Regions from separate parts of the Hordeum vulgare genome. Here region 2 is linked to region 1. Evidence: chromatin contacts called from public Hi-C data. All regions are on one chromosome and are shown on one strand. The core of a region is the stretch at or near the end of the contact, and the rest is flanking DNA. Distances in the headings are between cores, read along the strand shown.

What was found. A called contact is a pair of places that touch in the nucleus more often than the background predicts.
Region 2: a Hi-C map of leaf shows a contact between it and region 1, with 8 times the contacts expected there. The contact joins the promoter of LOC123407387 here to the promoter of LOC123412665 in region 1. A contact is called at or near these places in 2 of 6 Hi-C or Micro-C datasets (leaf and seedling).

What each region holds. Positions count from the first base shown.
Region 1 is chr7H:218,568,401-218,573,936 of MorexV3_pseudomolecules_assembly, forward strand. It overlaps LOC123412665 (deoxyribodipyrimidine photo-lyase), which reads left to right and starts at 2,653. Exons shown (of 10, transcript XM_045105612.1): 1 at 2,653-3,138; 2 at 3,262-3,410; 3 at 3,504-3,700; 4 at 3,793-4,033; 5 at 4,167-4,324; 6 at 4,413-4,449; 7 at 4,537-4,595; 8 at 5,129-5,210. The coding sequence starts at 2,790.
Region 2 is chr7H:219,243,849-219,249,384 of MorexV3_pseudomolecules_assembly, forward strand. LOC123407387 (probable E3 ubiquitin-protein ligase ARI8) reads left to right here and starts at 2,570. Exons shown (of 15, transcript XM_045100513.1): 1 at 2,570-3,017; 2 at 4,270-4,391; 3 at 4,891-4,993; 4 at 5,113-5,203. The coding sequence starts at 2,814.

The DNA.
Region 1 (5,536 bases), core at 1,403-3,902:
CCATACCTGCTGGTTGTACCCCAGCGATCCAGCATGGTGTGGAGAGGAGGCCGCCATGAACTGTGGTGGTCGTGGGGGTAACCCGGCTCCAGGTCCAAATATGGCAGGCGGTGGAACGAATTGTGCCGTTGGTCACAAGAACTTCATAGGCGCTGGTGCTTTTGTCTGCTTGGACTGTCCTCCCTACTCCCAACGGGCACCGGTGCTGGTGGTGGAGGTCGGCGGGCTTACGTCTAGGTTTGGGATGTGGCGATTGGCGGACGTTTTTGGGTGGCTTGGGAGTTGATTTAGCATGGAAGGAGCGATTAATGGTGGAAGAGAGCGAGAGATTTGGCACGAAGACCATGATTTATCGCGAAAGGGACGCAGGAGGGCCATGGCGCGAGTGATCAAGAGGAAGAATGAACTGCGAGCTCTTGCGCTTGAACAGACTGCAAACGGGCTCTATTTTCTACTTTTTTAGGGTCTCTATTTTATAGTTTGGTTTATTTTCGGAAACTCCTACCTAGCGCTCGCTGCGTCAAGGGGACGCTCCCATGCAAAGGGGAGCGCCCGACTCGGTCGGCCCAACTTTTTTTTTTGTCCACGAAAATCAGATAATTTACTTTCTTTCTTTTTTCTGTTTTTTCTTTTTTGTTATTTCCGTTTTTTCTTTTTTGGCCCGTTTTCCTTTTTTTCTATTTTTATCAAAGCGAACAAATGTTGAATTTCTCAATCATTTTTTTAAAACGTAAATGATTTTTAAATCAGAGAGCAAATTTGAAAGCGCAAACAATTTTTTAAAGAACGAACATTTTTTTAATTTTGAGAATAAATTTTAAAACCAAGAACAATTTTGAAAAATACTTAACGAATTTGGGACGACGAACAATTTTTTAAAGCACGAACATTTTTTGAATCTTGGGACCAAAATTTTGAAATGGAGAACAATTTTGAAAACCCCAAACAAATTTGGAAGTCTGAACAATTTTTAAAAGCACGAACATTTTTTGAATCTGAAGAACAAATTTTGAAAATAAGAACATTTTTTGGTTCGTTTTTTATTTCCTTTTTCCATTTCTTTTGTATTTGAAGCAATAAGATTTTTCCAATTTGAAGAACAATTATGAAAAATCGTGAACAAATTTGGAAGTGCGAACAATTTTTTAAAGCACGAATATTTTTGAATCTTGAGAACAAAATTTTACAAAGCAGAACAGTTTTGAGAAACTCCGACAAATTTGAAAGCGCGATTTTTTTTTAAAACACGAACATTTTTTGAAATTTGAGAACAAATTTTGAAACCGAGAACATTTTTGAAAAACGTGAATAAATTTAGAAGCGCGAACAATTTTTGAAATCATGAACATGTTTTAATATTTAGAACAAAATTTTGAAAAGGAGAACGATTTTCAAAAACCATGATCAAATTTGAAAGCGCGAGCAAATTTGTAAAGCACGAACATTTTTGAATTTTGAAAACAAATTTCAAAACCGTGAACAAGTTTGGAAGCGCGAAAAGTTTTTTTAGAGCACGGACATTTTTTGAATCTTGAGAACAAAATTTAGAAATGGATATCAATTTTGAAAAGCCCCAAACAAATTTGGAAGCGCGGACAAATTTTTAAAGCACAAACATTTTTTGAATTATGAGAATAAATTTTGAAACAGACAACAATTTTGTAAAAACTTGAATAAATTTGGAAACGCGAACAATTTTTTAAAAGCACGAATTTTTTTTAATCTTTAGAACAAAATTTGGAAAAGGGGAACAATTTTGAAAAACCACAAACAAATTTGAAAGCGCGAACAAATATGTAAAAGCACGAACATTTTTGAATTTTAAGAACAAATTTTGAAACCGATAACAATTTTGAAAAATAGTGAACGAATTTGGAAGTGTAAACAAGTTTTCTAGAGCATGGATATTTTCTGAATCTTGAGAACAAATTTTTGAAATGGAGGCCAATTTTGAAAACCCAAACAAATTTAGAAGCACGAACAAAATTTTAAAGCATGAACATTTTTCAAATTTTGAGAACAAATTTTGTAATCGAGAAAAGTTTTGAAAAATCCTAAACAAATTTGAAAATGCGTACAATTTTTTAAAGCATGAACATTTTTTAGATTTTGAGAACAAGTTCTGAAACGAAGAACAAAATTGAATCTTAAGAACAAATTTTGGAATGAAGGGCAATTTTTTGAAATTATGGAACATTTTTTAAAAATCAAGAATATTTTTTGATAATTCAAAAACATTTTTTGAAACAGAAACCGAAATAAAAAAGAAACGAAAAAAATAAAAAAAATAAAAAATAGAAAAACCTATTCAGAAAACTTTGTAGAAGTTTCCCAAAACCGGAAAACTGGTAGAAACTTCAAAGGTTTCCAAACTACGAATAGGATTTTCCTCTATTTTGTAGTAGTTTGGTGCGTTATAGACGTGCGATAAAATAAACGCTGGCTTTGCTCTCTCTCTTTTTTTTCCCCCTCTTCCTCTCTCAGGGTTGCTCTAACCAGGCCGTATTTGCCGTAGCGTTTAGTGTGGACCCATGGCCCTTTTTGTTTAGTGTGGACCTATGGCCCTTACGTGGCCGTTTTCTGGCCATAACTCACACCACCTCGTGAAGTGCCTGCCAAGACCCAATTTATACACCATCAACCCTGAGACCCAATCACCCAAACAGCCCAGTAGCCAAAAGCTCCAGCCTTCCTACACCGAGAGCACCCAAAGTGCAGGCGCAAGTTTGATCAACCCCCGCATTCCCTCCCTCTTCTTTCGTCCCCGTCGAACCGTCTCCCACCGCGCGATGGCGCCGACCGCAAGCCCTAGCCCAGGCCCGGTGGTCACCGCACCGGTCCACCAAGCTCGCGTGCGGGTGCTCCACCCGGGGCAGGGCCTGCCCCCTGCTGGCGCGAAGCCTGGCCCGGTGGTCTACTGGATGCTGCGAGACCAGCGGCTAGCCGACAACTGGGCGCTCCTCCACGCGGCGAGCCTCGCCGCCGCTTCCGCGGCGCCGCTCGCCGTCGCGTTCTCCCTGTTCCCGAAGCCGTTCCTCCTCTCCGCGCGCCGCCGGCAACTCGGATTCCTCCTCCGTGGCCTCCGCCGGCTCGCCGCCGACGCTGCCACCCGCCGCATCCCCTTCTTCCTCCTTACCGGTACGCCTTTCGCCTTGATCCCCTTCTGGTGGCCGACTTTATAGGCTCCGCTTTTCGAAAAAGGGAATCGATTTCCCGGTACGAGAAATGTACTGTAACCGTTTAATAACGTTTCGCTGACAGGTGGGCCCACTGAGATACCAGCGCTGGTGTGGCGGCTCGGGGCGTCGGCGCTGGTCGCCGACTTCTCACCGCTCCGGCCGGTTCGCGAGGCGCTGGACGCAGTGGTCGGCACGCTGGGGCGGGATGCTGCCAGTGTGGCTGTTCACCAGGTAGAATTCGAATCGGAATCACAAGGGAAGTTGCAGTCGTTTTCAGCGGAATTCGACTGAGAGACATGCGGGCTTTGTGGCATTGGCACACAGGTAGACGCGCACAACGTGGTGCCGGTATGGGCGGCATCGGGGAAGCTGGAGTACTCTGCCAAGACCTTCAGAAGCAAGATGAACAAGGTCTTGGACGAGTACCTGGTCGAGTTCCCCGAGTTAGCACAGGTGGTGCCATGGGACAGGGAGCAGCCAAAGGACATTGATTGGGATATGCTGATTGACACGGTTTGCAGGTCCGGATGCGTTGCGACAAATTTACTGCATATGTGATTTGGACTGAAGAAATTTGTTATGAGTGGTGTTTGATTCTTTGCTGATGTTGCAGCCAGGCAGAGGACGTGCCTGAGATTGACTGGTGTGAGCCGGGCGAGGCGGCGGCAATGGAGGCACTTCTGGGTACCAAGGATGGGTTCCTAACGAAAAGGATTAAGAGCTATGATTCGGACCGGAATTATCCCACAAAGCCAACGGCATTGTCTGGCCTCTCTCCCTACCTGCATTTTGGGCATATTTCAGCACAAAGATGTGCTCTCGAGGCAAAAAAGCGTCGCCATCTTAGTCCCAAGGTGCCATTGTTTTCTTTGTCAAGCTTTTGGTTTGAGACCCATGCAATAAAATAATATATCATTAGATGTCAGAATATATTTCTTCTTAATAGTACCAAACTGCAAATCTGAAATATCAATTGTTTGGGAACAGTCAGTGGATGCTTTCTTGGAGGAGCTGATAATAAGGAGGGAGCTAGCCGACAATTTCTGCTACTATCAGCCTCACTATGATTCGGTAGCAGGTGCTTGGGAGTGGGCGAGGAAGACACTGAAGGATCATGCTGCCGACAAAAGAGAACACATTTACACGTAAGATACTATTTGGGCTATATATGTATATCTGCTTGTCAGCAGTGAGGCAAAAGGCTCCTTAACTAGAATTTACCTTGGCTTGCAGGAGGGAGCAGCTTGAGAATGCAAAAACAGCTGATCCTGTATGTTTTAAAAAACACGTTCTACTACTGGAGATAACTCTCATTTACTAATCGAGTTATGTGTTCTCTTCCTTGATTCTTCATCAGCTCTGGAATGCATCACAGTTGGAGATGGTCCACCATGGAAAAATGCATGGATTCATGCGGTAAAATAAATTATGCCTAGTTGCCTACTTTAGATATCATATTTTTAATGCATTTTATTTGATATTTCATTATTTTGATGTCATTTGGGCTGGTATGAATTGCGTGAGATTATTCTTGTTGCTAAAAATATGAAAAACTAAACTAATTATGCCCTATAAATACTCACTCCCTTCCTAAATATAAGTCTTTTTAGAGATTCCACTATGAACTACATACGGATGTATGTAGACATACTTTAGAGTGTGGATTCATTCATTTTGCTCCGTATGTAGTCCGTAGTGAAATCTCTAAAAAAAAACTTATATTTAGGAACGTAGGAAGTATAATCCAGGAACGGTGGCAAATCTGTGCGATTTAGCCCATGAAGATCTTGCAGGTCCAAGTAGGTGGCAAATCTGAGCGATTTAGAAAAAGAACATTTGAGCACCTATGCTCCACTTTCATCTTGGGGTCACAAGCCGTGTAGTTTACTTCTGCAGTTAAGTTCATTGTAAAGCATACTGCTCTGCCCTGATATGGTGGTTTTCTGCAGAATGTATTGGGCCAAAAAAATTCTAGAATGGACCAGTGGACCTGAAGAAGCACTTTCAATAGCAATATATTTGAATGACAAGGTAATTTTGAGATGTTTGGCAACATTGTAGAGTTTATTATTTTACATTTCTCGGTGCTGGCAAATAGCTTCAATTCATAAAACACATGAAGCACATCATACAGTCATAATGAGTGAGAAACTAAACTTGCCAAATTTTAGTGTAAGATCCTATGCATTTACAGATCTCCTGAAAACACCGAACCATCAGTTGCAAGAGCCTACATTTGATTAAATTTGTTTATAGTACTAATTATGGGACAACAGAAATCGTGTTGATATGTGGCATAACAAGTGAAGTTGACGCCGGGTTGAAATCAGCTGATCACTGCAAACTCTGGCGAAACA
Region 2 (5,536 bases), core at 1,320-3,819, 680 kb after region 1:
ATTTTCTCTTTCATTTCTTTTGGGCATGACTGTGCTGCTTCTGCTCGAGCACCTATTGTTGGCTGTATGAGTTGGTTGTTTTGTAAGACTACTCACAATGGAGAGTAACATAGAGTAGTAATATGCATATGTTACTAGTTTTTCATTTATTAGCTTATAAACTCATTTTGACTTGATATGCGTTATGTTAACCATAGTGTTAGTAACTAGCTAAGTTACTCAATTTCTCTCTCTTTTCATTAATTAGTTGACACGTAATATTTTTTTTCTTATGTGACATCTATTTTTAGGAAAACGCTTCAAATAAGTTGGATGCTTTCTTGTCTTTACAACCGCGTCCAACGTCGTACGATCCCACATGATCGTGTGGCGCGAGAAGCGTTGTCTCCCACACGCGAGCGCTGTGTCTTCCACCCATGAAGGTAGCCAGGCAGCGTTCCGACGACTGCCTATTTAAATGATCCTCGTTTGCATGTACTTCACACGAGTGATTTTTACTAAGTAGCTACACATGTGATGGTACAATACCAGAACACCATCTTTCTCGATGCTGATCGTGGGTGTTGGTTCATTTGGTACTAGCAAGCTCTCATCAAATCAAGGTTGCTAACGGTCAGACCGTCATAGTCGCGTCCTTGACGCTGCTGCCTTCTTCGAAGCATGCCATCACAACATCATCGAAGCAGCCGGGCCGTCATTGCCGCATCGGGACGGTCATCGCATCATCATCGAAGCAATCATGTCCGTCATCGTAACACTGTCACGACCGTGAAACACGTTGCCGCATTATCATCAAAACAGTCAGGCATAACATCGATGTGGTTGTGCCGTCGAACCATATCGCCACGACGTGATCACAAGCGTCGAAGCACAACATGGGCATTAGAAAGCATGTCGTAGCGCCATCGCCGAGCTCGTCGAAACACGTCTCATAGAATCATCACGTCCGTCGAACTATGCCATTGAAGCATTATCGCGCCGTCGAGGCACACCACAAGTGTTCGAAGCATGTTGTTGTACCAACGTCGCGGCCATCGCAGTATTATCAAAGCAGTCGGGAAGACGACGTCGCAGCACACCTTGTAGCATCATCACGGCCATCGAAGCATGTCGTTGAAGCATTGTTGTGGCCGTCGAAGTACACCGCGGGTGTTCGAGCATATTGCCGTGCCCATGTCTTGCCCGCCGCAGCATCGTCGAAGCAGTTGGGATGTCTTGCAACATCGCCTCGGCCTTCAGAGTACACCATAGGAATTCGTAGCATGCGGTCGCGTCATCACCGTTGCCGTCACAACATGCCTAGCATCACCGCAGTCGTTCAAGCAGTCAGATGTTGCACAGACTGTCATCCTACGTCGCATCATTGTCCGCGCCCTTCGGTGATGCGACGGAGCATCAACGGGCGGCGTGGTGTCACGACGCGAGCTGCAATGGAGCAGCGTCGAGGTCGTCGGTGCTACGACGTAACACCATCGAGGTTCGCAGTGCAGCGACGCGAGATGCCATGGAGCAGCATCGAGGGGTCATCGGTGATGCCACGGCGCAACCGTGTGACAATGCTAGGGACAACGTTAGAGTTGCTCCGGCAATGGTCCGTTGACCGCCACGATGTTGCAACGGTCTAGCGACCGTCGGGATGTTGCGATGATTGCCCACGAAGCGATGAGGCGATGTTGCTGCTGCAAAGGTCAGATGACCGTCGAGATGCTGCGATGATCGCCCACGGAGCGATGAGGCGATGATGTTGTTGCAAAGGTCTGACGACCGGCGAGGTGTCGCGGCGATCACCCACGATGCGATGAGGCGTACTGCTGCTGCTGCAAAGGTCCGACGACCGTCGAGATGCTGCAACGACCTGCCACGACGCGGCGAAGCGTTGCTGCAACAGTCCGATGACCGTCGAAATGTTCCGACGACCATCGACAACATGGCGTGGTGTTGTTGGGAGTGGACTGCAACAACATCATCTCGATAGAAGCGTGAGGAATGGTGTGAGGGGACCGCAGGGGTTGTAGGAAGTCGGTGTTGCGAGCCAGTGCTGCCAAGGCACCGCCGTGCTAGACGGTGATGCGACGACGACGTCGATGGTTGTCTTGCTGCAAACTGAGCCGCGACGCTCCGATATGGCGTTGATCGAAATGGTCCTCGTGCGCCGCGAGGGATGCTTTCAGACGCAACCGATGTAGTTGTAGATAAACGCTGCTAGTGGGTGAGGACCGAGCTGTGGAAGGCGTCGACTGCGGATAGTATTAACTGATGATTTGATTAAAGGTATATCCACAGGGCTGCTTTTTGCTAACCGCACACGGATGACGCTTAGTATAGGCTTTTTTTACTACCTACTATATTATTTTTATTGTGGATAGTCTAATACAGAGCGGGAAGAAACTGTTCCGTGCGAAAGCACGTTCCAAACATACCTCTAACTAAAACGAGAAATCTTGATCTCCGAGACCCAGAGTCATAACGAGAAATCTTAATCTTACCGAGTTAGGATTGAAACGCACTCGTGAAATACGGAGTAGGAGTATGTTACTACTCCGATACCGACAGAAACACAGAGTGACCAGCAGTAGTAATACTCTCCGGCTCCGGCCCTTGGGAAACCCCGAAAAGACTCGTTAGAAAACCCAGCATCACCTCGGTGCCGCTGCCGACTCGCCCACGCAACTCCATCGGTCTCGCACATCTTCCTCACCGCCTCCTACCCCGCCCGCCCCGCCCCGCCCACCTCGCCGGAACCCTACCTCCTACCCGGTCGCGCCCCCGGCCACTTCCGCCCGATCCGCCGATCGTCAGATTTGGCAAGCGCAATGGACTCCGACTCCGAGATGCCCGTCGCCAGCGACGAGGAGATGGTGGACGACGAGGACTACTACTACTGCAGCGACGAGGGTGAGTGCGACGACGGGGACGCCAGCGGCGGCGCCGCCTCCGGCGAAGAGGATTTATTGGCCGGAGGCTACGAGGGCCAGGAGGCCGAGGGGAGCGACGAGGCCGTCTCCAGGCGCGAGCAGGTGAGCCGTTGAATCAATCCATATGCCCGGACACAGATCGGGCCCTTGCTTCCGTGGTGCTTTCGCCTTTTTGGGGATTGTTAGGGTTTGAGACCAATCGGGCTGGGGAAACTCTACAGAGTAATAATGTCACATCCACTCGGAAAAGGTGAACAGTTCTTAGTTAGTTCTTAGCTGCTCTAGCGGTGAGCGGTGGCCTGTCGCCTGATGCTGAGTCGCGCGGTTCTCTTGGGAGATCGGTTGCTAAAACTATAGGGTCATATGCCCTTGCGGGTGTGACGATTATGACATTTGGCCCATTTGAGTGCGGGGAATTTTTCAAGGAGCATTGCTGTTCATTGCCAAACTGTCAGCCTTTTGTTAGAGCTCGCTTGGCCTGCTTGTACCTTGTGGCTGTCGCTGTTAGATATAATCCTTGTTGTAATTGCTCATGCTGCAGTTAGTCAATGAGTCGAGTCTTTTCCTTAGGGTGTAAGATAGTGAGTCGAGTTTTTTTCTTAGGCTAAGTCAGTGGGTCAACTCAACAAGTCTAATAGGCTGTAAGAAGTCAACTAAGTTAGTTTTGTACTAGTTCCTTCCAGTTATAGATAAGGGAAAGCCCAGCCAGCTGCAGCAATCGCAGCACCAAAAGAGAAGAAAGAAACCGACTTTGTTCGTAGTACTTGTGTGCTTGTGCGTGTTGTGAGAAACAACCGCGCGCGCGAGAGAGAGGAGCTGAGTGATTCGGTTCCAACAGTTGTAAATTGATGATTAAAATTTAAACACAAATGATGCACATGACAATGCTTGATTTAGTTATACTTGGTGAATATGATATCAGTTAGTGGATCAGATTTTTCATTAGTAAGCAGTGAGATGGGTTGCAGGTTTGCATCTCTTTTTATTTCTCTAGTTTTGCCCTGTCAATGTAAATGGATGATTAGCTTGATCGTGGATGCACTGCTTCTACAGGCTCTGCCCAGTGTTCAGCAGGCAAGATTTATGCTTGGGCACATCCAATAGGTGTGCCAATTCATGATCTATGTTAACCTTTAGATGCTAATAGGTTGCTGATTTGATAGCTTTCTGTCCTGATGGCAAAGAGCTGGAGAACTAGTCGGATACTGTGGTTTTTGGAAAATCAAGTTGGTTCTTTCTTTACATGATTTACAAACTGGCATTGCATTCTCCTGTTGATTTACTCTTCCACGTCATATTGCTTTATGCTATATGCTTGAGTCTCTAAAAGAGTTTCTGTTCCTGCTATCTACAGAGATACATTGTTTTAACTGAAAAGGATATATCTGAACGCCAAGAGGAAGATATAAGTGAGGTATCTGCATTACTGTTCATTCCAAGGGAAGAAGCATCTGTCCTTCTTCACCACTATAAATGGTTAGTTCCTTATTTCGGTCCAGTAACTCCTAGTAATATTTGGATTGTGCTTTGCAATGCACAGGCTACTCAACTACGTATGTCACATCTAAACATAATATTCTATGGTTATGATCTCTTTCTAACTTTCTGCCACTTCTAAAGATGCTCTACGAGCATACCACCTAATTGGTATTTTAAAAAGTGTAGTTTTAGATAGAGCCTAAAACTGTTCCTGCAAAAATATCATCCCGAGCATAATCCTATAATTTTGCCTTATCCGTACATCTTGTATGTATCTAAAGTTCTAAACACGAGACACTTTTCTTTTAATTATTGTGCTTTTATGTTCTTTGAATTTACCCATTTCACCTTGATTGTGAAGTTCTACATAAGGCAATGTGCACACTTTTCTTGCTTGGTGGTTGGAAATTGAAGAGTTGGATCTTTTGGTACTATTTGGAAGTAATGTTGTTTAGTTGTATGTGTTCTCTGTTGATAGTTTTAGTTCTTTATTCAGGGACATCAGCAAGCTGAATGATGAATGGTTTTCTGATGAAGAAAAAGTCCGTGGTATTGTTGGCTTACTTATGAATGGAACTGATTTTCATAATTTGAGGAAGGTATGTACTATTTGTTAAAATGTTAGCACTTTGGTTTCCTATGTCAGATCAGGGTCGCCCCATTGGCTCTGGATGTATGTAAACCATTTTCTAACCTCTGACAGTTGTTTTGGTTGCAGCTAACTTGTGGAATATGTTTTGAAGGGTACTCTTCAGATATGATGAGTTCTGCGGGTTGTGCTCATTTTTATTGCCATGAATGTTGGGAAGGTCTCTCTCTCTCTCTCTCTCTCTCTCTTCCTCCCTCTCCCTCCCTCCCTCTCTCTCTCTCTCTCTCTCTCTGCTTGAACGTCTGGTCACATTACTGTCTATTTCTCTGCTTCTGACTTTCTGAGTATCAGTTCTTCAGGCAGTTGTAAGGTAACCATGCAATAGCACGCTTACTACAACATTATTTAGTTCCGCCTTGTTGGCTTTCCCAAATTTATTGTGTTCTGGTGGCTGTGATTTGAGTAACATTTGGCATGTGTCTGTCAATAAGACATGATGATATTATGAGTAGGACATAAAAGGTTCAGTTCTGATTTTCTCTAAAGAACCTGA